Linked DNA regions of Triticum aestivum: region 1 is linked to region 2. A link is a contact called in public Hi-C data. All regions are on one chromosome and are shown on one strand. The core of a region is the stretch at or near the end of the contact, and the rest is flanking DNA. Distances in the headings are between cores, read along the strand shown. Region 1 holds the start of LOC123165436 (DNA polymerase zeta processivity subunit). Region 2 holds the start of LOC123165292.

Region 1 (2,926 bases), core at 186-2,685, 490 kb after region 2:
GTTTCACAGAAAGGGTATGGAGCTGGGCACCAACAACAACGGAGGGCATGCGGGCGGCGGTAGAAAGAGCAGCGCTAAGGGAGTAGTTATCGATGGGCATGTAGCCAGACCGGTGGAGTAGGGAGAGGAATGAGAGGGAGAGAGATGGGACAGGACCTGTGGAGAGTGAGCGAAGGACAGAGTGGAGCAAGGGTACCTTGAGCAAAAGACCCGAGACGGTTGCATAGGATAGGAGAAGGGGGAGATGACGGTGGGCTAGGCGGGAGATTGGGACAGGGACGACGTATTTACTTTCAGGGAAAGCCTTTCTGGTAATGGAGAAGGAGCGTGTCTTCCCATCGAACATTCGCGAAGACAAGCACATCTAGATTCTCAATGGAGCTGACCGATAGCGGAGCAGAATGGAGTGTAGCTGTCACGCGGGGAAGCAACCGGATGATACAGGAAGCTGTCACCCAATACTGCAACCTACATTAAAGGAACCTGGCATAAGACATTGTTTTCTATTCGAACAGGGGCAATTCTCCATTTCCACCAGCAATAACAAAACCATGATTATATTTTTGCACACAGAGAATGTAAACAACACACCGACAAGAGTATCAGCACCTATTCAACTCCTGAACTCTAACCAACTGGAACGAAAATAAATGCTAGCAGACACGCCATTGCTCAACATGAGATATCACAGACATCAAGCGGACATAGCCTAAGAATAACGAGGAGTGCACAACAGATCATGCCGTCTACTGCTTTCCCAGGTAGTATCAGGACCACCGCTCCAAGTTAGCTTCACAAGAAATTGCACAATTTGCTAAGGATCACTACGGGCACGGGGTTTCGTGTGGGAATTCGATTTCTTTTCTTTATGGAAGCAACTGCTACTAGCAACGGCGTAGCCAGGATTAGCTGACGCCCTGGGCCAAAAAAGGGCGAAAAAACACCCCCCAAAATTAACCCCAGGTTTACTTACACAGGCATATCAAAGGTCAAGCTCGACTCACACGAACAAAAATTACTAAAATTAAATTGAAACAAAAATTACCAAAAGGCTTTCTACAATGAACTAACAAACTTTAAACTACATGAGCTAATGATCGACGATATTGAACATTTGAACGAATCTATTGAAAGGAGCTAATCCAGAAACGGGACGAACGACAACCTGGGAAAGCTAGGGCTCCCTTATTTACCACCAATAGGAAATACGCCTTGACGGTTAGTTCCTCGCGCCGCGCCAGTTGGTAGAGGAGAAGAGAGCCCCTTCGCCTGGTGATGGCGGCCGGCGAGAGCGCCTTGGTCGGAGGCGGGGGACTGCTGACTGGAGGCGGCGGAGGGCGGGGAACGATGGAGGCTTATGCGGCCCAGGCAAAGGGGTGGAGCTGAGGGAGGACGAAACGAACAGGGTAGTGTAGCTATAGAACTGGACCATCCGAGAAGGATCCAACGTCCAGAAAGCAAAGGCTGTTTCTTCTTAATTTCGTCAATAAAAAAAGAGCGCGCTACGCGTCCGCCGGCTGATCTTTCGCGGGCCGTCAGATCTGCCGCATCGACCAGCCCAGCTCGCCTCCACCGTTGCAACATAGGTCTTGTTGCAGAATTCTTTCTGCAACACAGATATTGTTGCAGATTTTTTTTGCAACAACTGTTTTATTGCAAAAACATTTTTGTAACCAAGGTTTTGTTGCAAAAATAATAATTCAACTGAGGTCTTGGTTGTAGAAAATTTTCGCAAGAGAGATTTTATTGTAAAATATAAACCCGTAGTAGACCATTGCAATATCGTATATATTTCAGAAGCATAGCCTCTATTGCATGAATGATGGTATAGGTCCTCACTTGACGCATGTCATCCACAGAAGGTGGCGGACGGAGCCGCTGTAATCCGCCGGTTGATGGTAAGCTATTCCCATAAAAAAATATTGTCTTTATAGACTGTTTGGTTCGGGGGAAATAAAACAGGGAATGAGAACTCAGAGATGACATGCATCTCAAATCCTATAAATAGAAATAAGAAAAGAGATGTCATTTAATTCATATCATATAATTTTTTCTATTTGGTCTAGGCTAATATTTTATTTTCCTATGAAATATGGAGGATAGGAAGAGTTCCTCCACAGAAATATAATTCTATGGGCTCTAAAGGATTTTTTTTTTCTATAAAAATCCTATCCTATGGTATTCCTACACAATTTCTCTAAACCAAAGGAGGCCTGAGAGGATATGAGAGTGTTGGACTTTAAACTGGACACTGCATCCGTCTGACCGGTGGGGATGAACCTACGCATTTTGCGAACATTGACGTGGGAGCCGACCATTCCATCGTAATCACATACTCCCTTTCTCCGAAAAATTACTTGTCAGTAGAAATGAATGAAAATAAATGTATCTATAACAAAAATACATTTAGATACATTCATTTCTGTGACAAGTATTTTCGGACGGAAGGAGTATATTTCAAGGCAGATTTCAATAAACCGAACATAATCCGTGCAAACAGGATGATTTTCATATAGACTGGACGAAATCATTTATATTTCGGATATATTTCAACTAAACTACAGCGGACGAAATCATTTATATTCCGGATATATTTCAACTAAACTACAGCGGATTAGGCTATGCTATTCTAACCTAGTCTATCATCGGCCGCGGCGGATCTCATTTCCCACGACATGTCTTTCCTATGTCCGGCAGCAAGCTCATCCGATCGTCGTGAGCCCCAGAGCTAAATGCTTCAACGGGAGAGAAATAATAGCCTTCACCTCTGCGGAGCCCGGATCGTCGATTGGCTTTTGTGTGGGGGAAGACGGGCGTCGTGGCTACGCCCCTGCGAAGCGGGCAAGTCGCCGGTTGTATAACCGAGCGAGGCGGTCGCGGTGGCCTTCCTGAGATCCAAGCGGCGGTGGCCTCTCGTGGTCTACTT
Region 2 (3,189 bases), core at 507-3,006:
CCACGGGCCGGATGTCCGGGGCTACAAGCCGGATGTCCGGGCTCCAAATTCGAGGATGAACTCGAGGAACTCGATTTTGGGGGCGGAAATTGATGATTTCGGGGGCAAAATTGGAGAGATTTTGTGGATGGAAAGTGGGAAAAATTGGGGGAAAGCTAGATCCACTCGTAACAAAGCAAATCCATGGATTAAATCCAACAAAACTTCATCACACCAACAAATCACAAAAAAAATTGGGCGGCTATTTTTGGTGGGGATTTTCGAAATTGGGGAAGGACACAACAAAACTAGGCTAGAAAAAGAAGAGGGGAGGCTCTGAAATCGTGATCAACGTGGCTCATGATACCAAGATGATGTAGGGTGGAACCCTATACGGCCGATCTTTCACAAAAGGAGTGAATCCCAACTAAGAACACGAAGAACACGAGGGGAAACATGAGGGAAAACACAAGAAAATCACTCAAACCAACAAGATACGGTCACACATGTGCTAGATCCTCGAAACGCGAGAGGAGATACAAGATCCACGATCAACAAAGGACGATACAAAGGGTAACCGGTTCTTCTCCGTGAGGAGGTCTTGATGGGGCCACCCAAGAGGGGGTCTTGAATCCAAGGGGGATCTTCTCCGTGGAGGGGCCGCGGTCTCTCTCAAGGAGTAGATCCGTATGGATGAGCAAGGCTCTATCTCACAAATGAGCTATCACAACGCTAACCCTAAAACGTAGGTGGAGGGGGAGTATATATAGTCTAAGGGGCGAAGGGGTACATGGGCCTCGGCCGAGATACACTGCATGCAGGCAGGGGGCGGATGTCCGGGCGTCGGGCCGGATGTCCGGGGCTTCATGACGGGCCGGATGTCCGGGCTGGCGTGGATGCGTTCTGTGAAGGATGCGAGATTTCCGGGCTGGGGCCGGATGTCCGGCGGCTCACGTCGGGCCGGATGTCTGGGGCCTAGGGGCCGGATGTCCGGGCCCCGTAGCACTTCGGTTGCTGGGCTGCTGCTGTTCTTGACATCTTCAGGGGCCGGATGTCCGGGCCAGGGCCGGATATCCGGGTCATGTAGCCTTTCTCCGGTTCCTCTCGTCGTGCTCCTTCATCCTTGTGCTTGGGGACTTGTCCATGACCCCGAACATCTCCGAGAGGGTCTTCTGGGTACCTAAGCACAAGTAGTGTCTTTGTATGAGGTAGCAACCATGTCTCGCACGAATGGAAAGGGGAAACATTTAGGAACGGGTTTACCTTGTGTCCAATGGCGTATGCTTGAGGACTCGTCGTATGTCCACTTGGGGCTTGGGGAATAGTCGTATTGTACTCCCTCCGTTCGGAATTATTTGTCTCGAAAATGGATGTATCTAGAACAAAAATACGTCTAGATACATCCATTTCTGCGACAAGTAGTTTCGAACGGAGGGAGTATATGGGGATGATCGTAGGATGCTTCGCATCATTAACACAAAATACAAAAAGAACCAATAAATTAGGACGGAGATACATGTACGGTGTACGTACTCCAGCTCCGGTAGCGATACGATACCCAGTCTATTTTCTCCATACCTCACCTCAACGCTGGCGGTGAGTATTTGCTATCGTGGTCTGCCGTTTCTAGAAGGAATTTCCTTTTTTGGTACTAGTACTAAAATGCAAATTTAGCACGACTGTATTTACTCAAAATAGTACTGTAAGAAACAATAGATTTGCAAAAAAGAATCCAAACACTATCCGTCCAGCATGGTCACAGCTTCTAGAAAGAAAGAAGAAAGTGTGAACCGGCTCGCCCGCGTGCGTAACTTCATCCCCATTCCCTCAAACAAGAAAAAAATCATCACCATACGCAGCGACGCAAGCGCTGCCGTAAGCGCCCGACGCCACGTGGCCTCGCCCCGCACCCTATAAGTCCCGTCGTCCACCACCCCAACTGTGCAGACTCCCACAGCGCAGCCGCCTCCTCCTGTTCGCTCCTCGGTCCTCTTCCGTCCCTCTCCCTCCTGGTACGCGCCGTCCTCTCCCTCTTCCCCTCCCTCTGCTTCTAGCTCTGCTCCCTTCTTCCCTTTGGTTCCTGCGCATTCACGGCCCGTCCCATCGGCCAGGGCAGCGGCGGCGAAGAATCCTCTGGTTTCTCAATTTCTGTGGTATCTTTAATTTGCTGAATCAATCAATCAATCCACTGGCAGAGAAACCTTTTCGTCTTTAGATATCCTCTTGGCCCAGTCCCGATTATGACTGCGATTCGCCTTTCAAGAAAATGTTTGTGATTCATCAAAACAAAAGAGAGGAAGAAACCTGTTTTCTCTTCTTGTAGTAGTATATTTATTGCTGGTTGTTTGCGACTCATACATACATACATACATACATACATACATACATACATGGGTTACTGGTGGCCAAGAGAATCAAGCCTTTCTATGTGGAGATAGATGCTTCTTGTTCAAGTCAAGAATTGGGTCTCGATGCACCTCTCAGTTTTACAGGGGCGCCCTTCTTTTATCAGTAATATATTATTTAAAAGAAAATAGAATAGCGTTAGTGGTTGGAAAGGTTCAGAGTTTCTGTTGCCTGACCATATCCAGTTCCCCTTGTTAGTGACGATCTCTATGTGGACAATCAAATCACTCTTGATGCTTATTGAACACTATATATATAGGTCACCTGTGAAAGCTACTGTCTTCTGTATTATCGAATTGGCACAGGGGAGATTACCACGAAGCAAGCTGGTGTACGTACGCTCCTTGTTTATTGGTTGAATTTTGTCTTGTCAAGTTACTCAAGTATTCATGTGGATGCTGTCTTTCTCTACATGCCTAGTAAAACTTTCAGCCATAGTTGCTTCCTTGCTCCTCAATGGAATACCTGACCTGGGAGCTTTCACACTCCTCGTACAAGATACTCAATAGTCAGCTTGGTTCAGCAGTGGCTACTAAAGGTTGATGGCATGGTTGTCTTCAATTAATTAATCTGCCAATGAACATAAGTTTATACTGTATACCCACTTTTATTACTTTCCCAAGACAAGTTACACCTGAACCAAACAACAGACGTTCACCTCTGCCGTTATATGTTCACTCAAAAACGGTTAGAAGTACGACGCTCTACCGTTATTTGTTTCCTCAGGTGTTAGCTGAATTTGTTGTTCATAGATGCTTGTTGCTATTAAAGGCCTTTTATTATTATTATTTTTTATGCAGAGGC

The links. A called contact is a pair of places that touch in the nucleus more often than the background predicts.
Region 1: a contact with region 2 is called in a Hi-C map of leaf, with 5 times the contacts expected there. The contact joins the promoter of LOC123165436 here to the promoter of LOC123165292 in region 2. A contact is called at or near these places in 2 of 5 Hi-C or Micro-C datasets (both in leaf).

What each region holds. Positions count from the first base shown.
Region 1 is chr7D:249,290,278-249,293,203 of IWGSC CS RefSeq v2.1, forward strand. It overlaps LOC123165436 (DNA polymerase zeta processivity subunit), which reads right to left and starts at 1,436. Exons shown (of 6, transcript XM_044583074.1): 1 at 1,166-1,436.
Region 2 is chr7D:248,802,182-248,805,370 of IWGSC CS RefSeq v2.1, forward strand. It overlaps LOC123165292, which reads left to right and starts at 1,757. Exons shown (of 5, transcript XM_044582919.1): 1 at 1,757-1,991.